Regions from separate parts of the Sus scrofa genome. Here region 2 is linked to region 1. Evidence: chromatin contacts called from public Hi-C data. All regions are on one chromosome and are shown on one strand. Each heading gives the region's core, a stretch centred on a gene start, on an enhancer-like site or on the middle of the called end of the contact. The rest is flanking DNA. Distances are from core to core; before and after follow the strand shown. Region 1 holds the start of LOC106508546. Region 2 has its middle 5.9 kb from the start of MIR99A.

Region 1 (6,921 bases), core at 3,224-5,723:
TACTTAGAAGAAAATCATTATCCAAGATTGGGAAATAATTCTGGATTCTTGGGTGAAAGCTTTTCATTTCTCTTTCCAGGTCTTCTGCTATTCTTTGTAAGTAGAAGAACAAAGAATAATAACCATAGAGCACCATGCTAACAGTTGGTGAAAACTGTGGCTGTTTTTTAATTAATAGAACATTTCTCTTTAGGTGATTAATCTGCTTGAGGTTTTTCTTCTCTTTTGGGTATTTAGATGTCATAATCTGTTATTTTGTTTTCATGAAGTGCACCTTTTTTAAAAAAAAATCCTAATTAAAACAACTGGAAACCTTGCAAGAGAAAGGAGTTTTAAAAACTGAGGTATTTAAAAAAGTTATTTTATTTCATGGAGAATGCACTGCTAACGTATTTGAGGTCAGTATAAATGACATTAATTAATCATAACCATACTCTAAAAAGTCTTATTTAGAAACAGATTTATGCACCATGTGATCCAAAAGTGGCACCTTTGAAAGTCCTATGTTTTCTCATACCCCATAAAGATGATTATTATTAAAGAATTCAAGAATAATTATTTTGAATCCAAAATACAGACAATGACATTTTAAGCGGTGAGTTTGTGAGCAAAAAAGCAGCCATATATTTAGAGCTATTCTGATGATTAACCACATCTTGTTTTGTCACCTGGATACTTGTCATTGTGTAGACAGAAACATAAACAGTGGTTTCTTGACAATGATTACACTATGAATATTTTCTACTCTTGTTAAAATGGCTTAATTTTTTTAAAGGAATTAGTCACATCAAGAGACTGACAGGTTATTTTTTTAATGTATTGTTTTTGCATATCTAAGTTGGCTCTACATATAGAATGTCCTGTATTATTTATAAGGTTAATGTGATTGGCTGCTATTCTGCATTCTTACAGCCAATTTGTGTTGAGTTGACTATTTTGGTGAGATCATCACCAAAGGTCTAAGTCTAAGGTTATGCTTTTGATCTTTATAAAGAAGTTTGCTTAATTCCATCGTGGGAACACAGATGGCTATCATATTCTTTATACGTTATCTTATAAATGCATGTCTTTGATCTTATGGAAGGGGACCATAAATTTCTTGTTTTGGTAAAACTCAGCTAATTAAGAATATCCTGACAGCAGGTCAGAACTGTATTTTTAATATAGGATGGCACTGTAATGGGTGAAAATGCACTGGCTAGTTACTAATTTCCTTTAGATATCATGTCTAAAATTAATGGATACAGTCTCCAAGGTACAGCTTAGGTCTAAATTCTCTAGTATAATGATTCCAAGTAAGATTTTATGGCAAAATTGCTTTGTTTGGGTAGTACGTTAAATCTCACAGTTGCATTTTGTATTTGAGGTGTGAGAAGAATACTGAAGTCTAACACTAACATATTATAAAAATGCAATGTTTTCAAATATACCTAGTAACTCAAGCTATGACAGAACGGGTTAGGAAGTCTTGCCTAATTTAAAGTACTTGAGGAAGACCTCTTTTATTTTTAGTGTTCATTGTTTGCAAATCCCTATTTGTTTAAGGAGGTCAGATAAGGACCATCCATCCACCTTGTTAATAAAATTAATGTAGTCTCCAAAATCCTTCGTAAATTTCCAAGTGCATTCTATGCGTTCGTAGAAGCTAAAGGATGAGTTTCTACTGTTTTGATTTTTACTAAGCAAAATGGATAACTATCAATGAAGCACTACCTTTTTGATTTTTGTAAGCATTTTTTGCACAGTAACAGATTGAAAACTGAGATAATGAGGTAGAAGAATTGTGAATTCTTACAATAAAAAGACAGTGGTGATTATAATTGTGTATTTCTGTGTGTGTGTGTGTGTGTGTGTGTGTGAAAGAGAGTGAGAGAGGGAGGGAGACAGAGAGGGAGGGGAGAAGGGGAAGATAGATAAAAACAGAGAGATGGAGATGTGGTCTTCGTATCTTAATTTAATTACCAGTAAACTTTTCATGATTTACTTAAAGATTGAGAAAGACTGGTCTTTGATAGGAAAACTGTCAACGAGGTGAGGCAAGTAGCTTCTTAAGTTTTTCTTCAATCACTTAGAGAAGAACCGTCTGTAATTAACCAAATTACAGCTTTGATTTCAGCTGTTTTGATTTCAATGTGTATAGCAGTTCAGAATTATAGATGTAATATTCTCTTATATTATTTGTGATTTTTATTTTTTATTGTTATTTTTGATTTTTATTTATTTATTTTTGGCCATACCTGAGGCATATGGAAGTTCCTTGGGCCAGGGATAGAATCTGAGCTGCAGCTGTGACCTACACTGCAGCTGTGGCAATACTGGATCCTTAACCTACTGCACTGAGCCAGCGAGGATTGAACCCATACCTCAAAATGACCTGAAATGCCACAGGGAAATACTGGATCTTTAACCCCTGCATCACAGCATAAACTCTGTCTTATTTGTGTTTTTTATAACTGAACCTTGTTAAATCTTACTGGTCTAGTTAAGAATATGCCCTACTAATCCCTCCTACCAAAACTTGATTTGGGGAAAGTGTAGAGGGAAAAGCTGTGCATTAAAAAAATGCTTATAAAATGCAAAATTGACTTGAATACATTTTATGATACAAATATTGCAAACATTAATTAAAAAGAGAACAATAAAGTATAAATTGATAAAAACAGCATTATTGAGATTCTCTCTAGTGTAGATGCATTATGTGCTGTATACATATATCTGAATGGATATAGATGAATTGCTGTTTCTCATAATATGCCCACTGTAATGATGAATTTCATTCCTGATTAGAGAGTCATGAGCTAAAAATCAAAATATATCAATAAATGTAGGTAAAATTTGGTGAAATTCCATCTTAGGAAATAATCAGTGCTTAAAGCTTAGCATTTTGATTTAGAACAAGAAATATGTAAATTATAAAATGAGAAAATACTGAGCTGATGAGCACACCCTATTTTAATAGTATTCTAATTAGCCAGGAAGCAAAATGCGATTTTATTTACCTGCAAAGACCTGAGCCAGAAATCTTCATTTCAAAATGCTATTTCTTTACGTTGTGACTGAATTACCATGAACAATGCAAACTGGTTTTACTTTCTAGGTTCCTTATTCTTACATATTTTTGAAAAGTTGTCTACCCAGATCCTTCATTATACAATGAGGTAACCCCAAATGAAACCCCAAGCATCTTTTCTTTCTGGTCATCATATGTTGCCAGTCTCCCCCTAGAAATTGATACACTCTGTGTGCTGAATCCTGCCTTTTCATCCCCTGCTGCAAAATCAGCGGTCATAACAGCTCTTCTGTTCATGAATATGTAAATGAAACATGCATAATATAAAAAAATATTAGTGGGCACTTCCTACTTCAGGCTGTATCCAACTCTGTTTGACTAATACATGAAAAGCAAAAATTTAATTTTTTAAGCATTCTGAATCAGTGTTGCCAAAATTGCTGAGGTTATGTAACATGGAAATACATAAATGAGACATATACAGATGCTCCTGACAGTTGGACTCCTAATAAACCAGCATCAATGTCTTGGCTATGGTGATGCGTGCAGATTCACTCATTACGTTAATGCCGAGTGATAAGGAGGAAATGCCTTAGATCCTCGATAACCTTTTATTTGCTGACTAGGTTCCACTCCCATACCGCACCCCAATAAAGGGCTAAAACAGTGCTTAAATTATACACATGTATACACACACACACACATGATTATTTATGCTATGCACACTTTTTTTCTTTTGAAAGGGAGAAGTGATGACTATATCCGCTAGAGTGTTCTGGAGGAAGCATTAAGCTCCGGGAAAGAAATAATTGGGAGATTTTATTATTGAAATAAGCAAGCATGTTCATGCATATTTTTACAGCTCGCATGCCCATGCGCCACTCTGTGCAAACAGTGCAACTGCAGCTTGCGCGTGGTAATTAGGTTGATGTAATTATGGTGAAATAAAGACAGCCTCACTGATAATTTCACAGTGAATATTAAAGACATATGTGCCTTCCAGTGTACAATAAATGAACCTGAACTGCTGTCAGGGGCTAGGAGGACAGTGTGGCCAATGCACCTATTGTGTCCCTGCTGCAGAAAGGAGCCTGCCGATTGGCCACTGTCTGCAGCACATAGCACTGGCTGGTTATAAAGGACTTGTCTAGGGGAGAGCCTGTAGGTACTCCATTGTCTGGTAAAGTTCATACGACTGCATTCTTTTTTGCAAGGGGGGGTGGAGGGAGAGCGGGGAAGGCGGGGGTGTCAGTTCAACTGTAAAAGCTGCACAGATTTTTTTTTTCTTTCTCTCTCTCTGCCTCTCCATAGATCGTTTCTGTTTCATGCCCTGTCTCATTTCGCATAGCTAAAAGAGAATGCTAATTAAGATCCCTTGTCTTAACCTGAAAATAATGACTCGGATATAATTAGAAATCTGGTGAGAGTTTAAAATTCTGGGAGGGGACCAAAAATATCAGTTACGGTGCTTAGGGAGGAAATGAAGAATTATTTTTCTGTAATCAAGGTAAACATGGGAAGGGGGGTTCCCCCTATTTAAAAAAAAACCTAATTTGAACCAATGGTGTTCTACTGCAGAAGAGAGGTTACTGTATTTCAGAAACTATTTTAGCCATCAAATTGAAAGGACACAAATCAGTGGCAATAGAAGCCTTCTTAATCCTTCTTAGGATGCAATTCAGATGAAAGAACTGCTTTTTTTATTTTTCTTTTTGTATGTGTGTGTTATAGATGGATCTGAGAACGCCGTCTGGGCTTGGTGCCAAGTGCTGGTATTTCACAGCAGCGACCGCCTCACAGACGGGCTGTGGGAAGCAGGAGGGAGACTCTCTTAGGGTGCCACTACTATGGAGACACAGCTGGGCTGAACAAGATTTGCTTCAAACGACAACAAGAGAGACAGAAAGTATCTGGTTCAACCGCTGCCCAGGCAGGCAGGCACCAGAAGAGCTAGCAGCCAATCCGGCCATGCTCGAAGCCAGCTCTGCAGCTCAGCCAATCAGTGACATCACTGGTGAGAAACTCATTTACATCATGCAGTAATGAACTTTGTTTAACATAGCCTCCCCCCCTTTCCTGTTACCCCCCTCCCCATTTTAGGTCCTTCCATTAATTATTCCGCTGGCATAATTTAAACCGCTATGCAAAAATGTGGCTATATTTTCTCTAATAGCGTCTACCTCCCCCCCCCCATTAGTGTTTGCTGTCACTGAAAGTGATTCTGGGTACAATTCTATTTTGTTTTGACTTTGCAAAATTATTTTCTTCTAAAAAAATCTTAGACAAAATTAAACCTTCATGTATTTTATCTGACCCCATGCCCCTCTTAGAAATAGCATGCTTTGGGCAAGTTGGGATTCAGAATTGGGCAAGGTAATAGAAAATAAGAGGGTGTATTTCCACGGAAGTTGCAGTTTTTCTAAGCAATCTGCATCTAAGAGTTTCCTTTAATGTTTCCAGATTTTATGCTGCAGTGGCCATTTTTACATACAGTGTTTTATCCAAAAAGTGCTTATGTACATCTGTTACAAAGAGGAAAGTTCACTCTTATTATATTTCATTCTTCACTGCTCTCTGCCAACATGTCATTTTATTAATGAATAGAACTGAGGTCATTTCTGGACAAATCTCTCTCTTCCCATTTTAGTACAATGCACCTGATTTGCATCCATTTACTAGAAAAACTGAATGCAAGACCCAGTTTGAAAAGAAGGGACCAGTTTACATATCGTTTCAGAATATATCATAGCAATTTTTTTCCAGAATATGTAATATTTAACATCTGCCATAGTGTTTCTAGAAAAATGCCTGATTTCCCTTCCCAGTGTAATACCTTTAGCAAATTTATTGCTTTGTTATATAACCAAAATAGACTAAGTGAAATAACGTTCAGGAATGAGTTCATTTAATAGGCAGAAAACCTTCGGAAATACAATTTTGTCTTGTACATTTGGATTGAGTTTGCCAGAGATAAACTCATTTCTTCTACAGATAACTTAAAAAGGCTGGAACCTGTGGTATGTGAATATTTTCAGGTTGCTTTAGAGAATCCCAAAGAGCGGAAACTGGGTCACACTTAAATGCGATTTCTCTTAAACCATATCTTTATTGCCTATTGGCATTAAAAGGATGCGATTTTCTAGCAGGGAAGGTAGTTTCATTGTCTTTTTATAAGGAATATTTTGAATATAATTATTCAAAGACATGGAATTTTTAAAATATCGACAAGGGTTTCATAACAGTGCATGATTCATTTAAGAAGCTTAAAGAGTCCAGTGATAAGCATAGACACTTTTTAAAGCATATGAAGGATTTAGACACTAAACCATGGCCCTTTTAATTCATGAGGCATTCCATCATCCCATCATCAGTATTCAGGGAGCGACTGTCCTGAATCAGTCATGAGCTCCCCTGCTGCAGATCCTGTAATTTGAATCATGTGTAATAATATATTATCCTACTGGGGGCCTTCTTTCAGTAGGAGAATGGTTTATACATTCTGCTATAAGAGAACTTTTGGCTCCTAGCCGACTCACAGCCATTACTCACATAGGCAATCATGATCGTCTTCCTTCAGGAATAACATCTGCACAACCTCCTGAGCCAAAAATCTGCAACCACCCCCGCATTCTGAGTTACGATTTCTTGGAATTGGGAACACTTGACAAAACCGAAGGAGAAAAATGGAAGGTTTAGAGGGATGGATGGCGGTTTTATTGAGCCTGCCATGTGGCGAAAGCACGGCTCCCATTCCTTTGAAATGTTGGAGAATGGTGAGGAAAGGGCGCCCCCAAATAGACCTAGATGTGTCCGCTCGATTTTGAGACACAAGCTGAAATGTAATGTGTTTTATGAAGACATGGCTGCCTCTGTGCTTTTCTCTGGATATCCTAGCAAAGTCCTGCAAAGGG
Region 2 (6,914 bases), core at 4,163-6,662, 440 kb after region 1:
TATATTGTTTCCAACATTTTACTTTCAACTAGTGTATTTTATATTAACATGTTTTAATTGAATTCCTTGTAGATAGCATATAAGTGAGCCATTTTTTTTAACTCCACCATACAGATCTCTTCATTTTAATTGGTACATTCTGACAATTTACATTTAATTTAGTTATTGATATGTTATGATTTGAGCCTACCATTTTGTTATGTTTTCTATTTTTTTCTCTCTGATTTTCATTTCTTTTACCTTCCTGTGGGTTACTTGAACAATTTTTAGAATTTTGACATACCTAGTGTTTTTCAGTGTATTTCTTTGTGTAGTTTTTGACATAGTTTTAGTTGCTTTATATATTAAATTATATACACATAACTTATCACAGACTACTTACTGGTGTCTTCATTTTGCTAGTTCAGGTGAAATATGTAAACATTGCCTCCTTTGTTTTGTACCTTTATCCACTTATAAATTCTCTTAAATGTTTCCTCTACATACTTTTAATAACTACATCAGATAGTGCTAAATTTTTATTTCTACCATCAAGCAAAATTTAGAAAACTCCAGAGAAGGAAAGTCTACTATTTTTACTCATATTTTTGTTATTGAATTCTTTCTTCCTTTCTAAAATTCCAAAGTCCTTCTTTTATCATTTCCTTTCTGTTTGGACAACTTCCCTTACCCATTCTTTTAGGGTAGGCTTACTGTTGAAAATTACCAGAGTGTTATTTCGTCAGATAGTGTTTTGATTTCTCCTTCATTCCTAGAGGATATTTTCCATAGACATAGGATCCTGGGTTAACAGTTCTTTTTCTTTCAACCCTTATAAATGTTGTGGCCCTTCCTTCAGGCAACAGTGGTTTCTGATGAAAAACTCACTTGTCAGAATTGTTTTTCCTGTATAGGTAAGGTTCTGTTTTTCTCTTGCTGCTTTCAAGATTTTTTCTTTGTCTTTAGTTTTCAGAAGTTTGACTAAGATGTGTTTTGGTGTGGATTTCTTTGGGTATTTCCTGCTTGTGGTTTGCTTAGCTTCTTGAGTCTGTATGCCTTCTGCTAAATTTGGGGAGTTTCCAGCCATTATTTCTTTGACCATGTTTTATACCTTGCCCTCTTTATTCTCTCTTTCTGGGACTCCAGTGGCAAAATATTTTCTCTTTTCTTATAGTTCCATAGTTGCCTAAGTCTCTGTTACCTAATTTTTTTAAAAGTATATTTGCTTTGATTGGTTCAGATTGGGTTATTTCTATTGTCTAGCTTCTAATTCACTGATTCTTTCCTCTGTCCCTCTTTTTTCTTTTTTTTTTTTTTTAAACTTCAGCTAAATACATTTTCCAGTTCTAAAATTTCCATCTGGTTATTCTTTATATTCTATTTACTTGCTAAGACTTTTAATTTTTTAAAAGTTGATTTCAACCGTATTCCTAATTCCTCATTGAAGCATTTTCATGATGGCTGCTTTAAAAACTTTGTGAGGCAGTTTCGACATCTCTCTCTTCTTAGTGCTCACATGCACTCTGTCTTTTTACATTCAGTTTGAGATCTTCCTGCTTTGCTGTATAGCAAACCATTCTCAACTGAAACCTTGACATTTGGGTATCATGCTCTGAGACACTAGATCTCATTTAAACTTTCTGTTTTAAGTAGCTTCCTCTGACACTAATCCAGCAGGGAAAGGGCAGCACAGTCTTGTCACTGCCAGGTGTAGGTGGAAGTCCAGGTTGTTACTGCAGGGAGGGGATCAGAGTCCCTGTTTCCCTGCAGGCCTTCACCAATGCCTTCCTAGAGAGGAAGGACTGGAGTGATTTGTTACTACTCCCTTAATGACATTTTCCGGCCTAAAGGTTGGGGGAATAGCGGCGTTGTGTCGTGACTACTGGACATTTTCTAATGTCCTGAGTCTCTGCTAGCCCTCTCTTGTCTGACATCTTAGCAGGAAGAAGAAGAATACCTCATTACTTTTGAGTTGGGGTGGATGTCCAGAACTCCATAAAGTCTCCACTGATGCTGCATGTTGGCAGGGGAAGGGACCCTGTTATCCCCTGACAAGGCTGAAAGGTCCAATCCTCCTCTCTGACTTTCCTATACTGCCCTGAGGTTGGGTAGAGGAGGTTGGGATATTTTGCTCTAGCCTAACAAGCATGGTGCTAGGTACCCTGCTCTGACTTTGCAGGTATGGGGTGGGTGTTTGACTGGAAAAAAGTGGTATTGTCCTAGTGCTTTCTGTCTTTCTAGCCTGCTGCATTCCTGATTGGGGCTTTTTGGAGATTTTTTTGGTCTGCACTGGTTTCTGTCTCTGGGGGGCAGGCTTCTTCTGCTTCAAGTTTTGAATTTGTGAAGCAAACTTAAAATCCAGGGACCCTACCACCATATTGTTCCTTGGGTCCCGAGGTCCCTAACTGGATTATCTTCTCTCCATCTTTCAGAGTCTCCCTATGTTTGTTTTATTATATGCAATGTTCAGGGATTTGAGTTGTACTTAGGAGGATTTGGGTAAAACTACACCTACTCTATCTCTCTGGAAGTGAACATCTCCTCTGTCTTCTGCTTTTGTTTTTGCTTTTTAATTGGGAGAGCAACATAACACTTTTCACATGAGGTACTTTTAGGGATCAAACATAATTATGACAAACTGATTAATATATTTTGTATTAAAAAGAGAAACTTTAAAATAGCAAGACAGGAATTCCTGTTGTGGCACAGTGAAAACAAATCCAACTAATATCCATGAGGATGCGGGTTCAATCCCTGGTCTCACACAGTGAACTGTGGTGTAGGTCACAGATGCAGCTCGGATCCTGCATTGCTGTGGCTGTGACATAGGCCAGCAGCTGTAGCTCTCATTTGACCCCTAGCCTGATAACTTCCATATGCTGCCAGTGCAGCCCTAAACAGCAAAAAAAAAAAAAAAAAAAAAAAAAACGCAAGATGACAGAAATCATCTCTATCTGTAATCCATTTTTTAATATCTACTTTTCTTCCAATTTCCTATTCTTATCATTGTGTTTCTTGATGAGCAATAAATGCTCCTTCAGGACCCACAACACTTCTGTGAAGAAGTGAGCTTTTCTTACTTGAAAGTTCTTCCTGAATGACTCCCACCTGGGGGCATGTCCATTTGACTCATTGCTGTTCCCCTGTGTCTATCACACAGCCTGGCCACATACACCTACTTAAATAATTGCTGAATAAGTGAACGAGAACACAACATTTTCTTTCTGTGAGGACTTATCTACTTTCTTCTGGCTGTGCTAAAGCATGGGGCACATGTGTTGGCTGGGCTTGTTCCCCCACCAGGCACTCCAAGGCATGTGCTTAGGACAGTACTAAAATTTATCCACAATTTTGCAATCTAGAAAAAAAAAGCAAATTTTTAATTTCAGCACATGTGTAAGTTTTTATTTTATGGTTTAGAATTGTTTGTATTCTGAATTACATATGGGGAAAACATCAGAATGGTTTCCATGCATGTGCGTGTATGCATACTCACTCCTATCCTTCCTCAAGAAAGTGACTCAAAGACCATAACTCAAAAAAGACCAGAGACCGTTTCCAAGATATTTGCTAGATCCTTGAATTCTTTTGGTTTTGTTTATTTTTTTATAGGCAAGTAATGGTTTGATTACCTTTTCCAGTCTTTGTCTGGTATTGTGCAATATATATGTCTATATGTGAGTGTCTGTACATGGAGGAGGGATAACATTCATCCATAGTTTTGTAAGGCACTGAATATAATTTTAAAATTGTGCAAAGATAATTATAAAGATTCCCCATCTTAGAAAAACTGAAGCATTTTTTAATGCAGGAAAGGCAACCATAATTCTTTTTGGTACTACTGAGTATGTTTCGCTTAAATACTAATAGCACTTGCTTTCCCACTGAGCTATAGATTTTGCTTAAGGAAATGGTGAAAGATTTCATTCACTGTACTTTTGTTAGAAAGTATGGAAATGTTTGTCCACGGGAACTTCTGTCGCCTGTGAGAATGGAAATCCATTGAGGTGAGGGAACCCTTTCATTTGATTGCCTAGAAGCTGTTGATACATTCCTTGTATCTTTCAACGGGATCTTTCACGCCACACAGGAAAACTGTAGCTGGTGAAGGAACAGAAAGAGCACTTCTTCCATGAGTCAAATCTTAGCAAACTTGCACAGCAGCTGTGCTAGGTACTGCTGAGGATTACCCCAGGACCCAGTTGCAGGGGTGTGCGCGGTTGAAGAGACAACTGGCATCCCTCAGGGGACCACTTTGACGGAGATTGAAGCAATAATGCATCCCCACTGCTGCTGGAGGATATTGTGGCCGTGTAGTACAAAACTGGTGCCAGATAAAAATCAGAAAGTAATAAAAAGCAAGACAAAACTCAAGAGCTTTTCAATCTTAATGCAAGGGACTAAAACAAACGTCCTGGGCTTGTTGCATTCACTCAGAAAGGAAAAGGGGGCAGGGGAAGGGAAAACTTGCAGAGACTTCAGTCTTTTCCTTTGAGAACCATTTGTGTTGTGAAATAAAGTTACGGAGTAGGCATGTTCAGACCTTTATTTGCTACATTTAGTCTGAAGGATTCCCCCCCAGCACACACACACCCTTAACTACAAGAAGCCAGAGTTTTCTGTGCAAACTGAAACAGGCGTTGCAAGAATCAGATTCACTTTGGACGACTCTTCACATTCCAAGTCATCATTGCATTAGGCAGCACAATTCCATCTCTGGTTGATGGGCAGAAAAAGTGGGCAGCTTGCCAGGTAGACGTTTCCATGACTCCCAGCCCCCAAAGGTGATGCGTTTTTCAGCTAATTCAATGAAGAGTGGGCTGAACTTTGGGTCTAAACGAGACAATAGCTGCCTTCGCAGTATCAGCAGAATGGTTGATGGGAATGCACTCTACATTTGGCAGAGAATCATGTGACCTTACGACTGAGATTTTGTGATGGTGCCAACGGAGACTTGGAAAGCAGCAACCGTCCTGACTTTTTTCTTCTTTTCTAGCATGGCTCAGAAAATGGTGGATCTTAATACTTGACTTTAGCCAGACTCAGCAAGCGACTGAGCTTTGAAGCACAACTTCGCCTTTATTCTGGGTTTTTGGCAGGCCACCAGGAGGCTGTCCCTTTCACGCCTGATAAATTCTGCTGCTTATCTCTAAATAGAAAAAAAAAAAAAAGAAAGAAAGAAAGAACATATAAACAGAATATTGAGGCATAACAAGTGAATCCTAAAATTGTGTGTGCTTTTTTTGTTTTTTTGCCTTTTCTTACCGCTGATTTTTTAAAACGTTAATACCCTTTCTGCTTGCTGAAGAATCCAAGTAGGTTTTTTTTTTTTTTTTTTTTTTTGGTTTATAATGAACAGGCATTTGAACTGGGCAAACAGGACGACAGCAGCAGTGAGCATGAGATCATTGCAGCAGTGTAGCAAACTGGCACCCTGCCTTCTCACCCTTTTGGTTCAGGAGACAAACGTGTGCAATCCTCATTTCTAAAGTCAGCACAGCCTGGAAGGATTCCTGGTCTCTCCCACCTTCTACCATTCTGCTGCCAGGGACGGCAAGGATTGGTGCAGCTTCTGCGCAGTGCTTTGTGCCTGGAATACCGAGAAGCAAGAAAAAGAAGACAAGCACCCTGGTCCTTTTTTCCAAGAAATAGCAGGAGCCATGAAGAAAAAAAAATCTGAGTTTGTCCTACTCCTTGCAACAGTGCTGGGAAAAAAAGAGAGAGAGAGAGAAAGAGACGCTCCTGCTCAAAAACAAAAACAAAAACAAACAAACAAAAATCCAAACCAAAACAAACCAAAAAAAAAAAAAAAAAAAAGCCAACATTGGCTTGTATAACTACAGAGACATCGGGCTTTGTAAAGCAGCTTTGTAAGGCAACATAAGCAAATGAGCCTTCTTTATTTTGTATTATTTCCAAAACATGGCATAATAAGCAATATATTGCTCTTGGTGAAATCGCACCTTTCATATCAGGTATAACTTTTTTTTGTTGTTTCTTTTTAAGCCTACTGTTATGTAAAAGGGGATCCTTGAACTTTCAATTTACTCTGATTTAACTCATCACCCACTTTACTCTTATTAACTTTTTCCTTTTGCTCTCTTGCTCTAATCCTGATTAGAATAGAAACTTTAGTAAAAATAGAAAAATCTCTATGCAAAAGATGGTACCTGTTTTTATTTTTGTTATACATAGAAGTTTTGGAAAAACATTAATATATTATCTGTGCTTATTGTGTACAGTATTAGTTTTTGCTGTCTAAGAAAAGTGAGCATTTAGCCCTGGTTGGTAAAGAAACTAAACCTTTCATGTGCCGTTGACTCATAATTTAAAATGTGAAAGAAGAAACTTTTTCAACTTCAAAAAAGAGGTCGTGTTAGAATATATATTAAACTTCTGATAAATAAAATTTAGTTTGGGGGAGGCTATATTTAAATTACTTACCAGGATTTCAGTGTAACAAATAGAGATGAAAATATCATGTTCTCAGTTGCTAAGTAGAAAAAAGCTTTTTCCACAATAATACTGACTGTTAAAATATATTTAAAAGAATAATTTGTCTTAGAGCTATTGCTGAGAGTGTTGGAAATATCTATTATTTTAGTAGAAAAAGTACATACAAACTTGTTTTTAGTTTAAAGCAGTGTATTGGATCAGCAGATAAATGCATTGCATTCTAATTATTTTGTCTGTTTGTAGAAGTAAATTGCTAAGCAATTGAAGCATTTTATAACAAAAACCCAGTTTTTCCTGGTTCAATGAGAAAGGATTAGCTGATATATTCCACCTATTTTAATTTCCATTAAAACTGTTTCAAAACATGTTTTAAAATTGTTAAAGAGAGAAAATGTTTTTAAGTACATAGCGTATATAGAGTATAATTTTCATGTTAAGAATTGATACTATATTTTCCATAAAAATAATAAACTTTAAGC

What was found. Hi-C and Micro-C count contacts between places; a contact is called where the count stands out from the background.
Region 2: a Hi-C map of fetal skeletal muscle shows a contact between it and region 1, with 2.5 times the contacts expected there. The contact joins the enhancer-like site here to the promoter of LOC106508546 in region 1. A contact is called at or near these places in 4 of 47 Hi-C or Micro-C datasets (brain, embryonic fibroblasts, fetal skeletal muscle and 1 more) and 1 of 2 datasets of contacts at active chromatin or transcription factors (skeletal muscle).

Annotation. Positions count from the first base shown.
Region 1 is chr13:180,853,703-180,860,623 of Sscrofa11.1, forward strand. It overlaps LOC106508546, which reads left to right and starts at 4,474. Exons shown (of 6, transcript XM_021071419.1): 1 at 4,474-4,517; 2 at 4,742-5,024. The coding sequence starts at 4,491.
Region 2 is chr13:181,293,174-181,300,087 of Sscrofa11.1, forward strand. It overlaps a transcript of LOC106508546 not described here. Among named protein-coding and RNA genes, the nearest start is that of MIR99A, 5.9 kb to the right of the region's middle. Within about 2 kb of position 5,413, at least 41 of the 83 cell types and tissues checked have an H3K27ac peak or open chromatin away from gene starts, as enhancers often do. A contact at or near this core is called in fetal skeletal muscle and skeletal muscle, where this site is marked.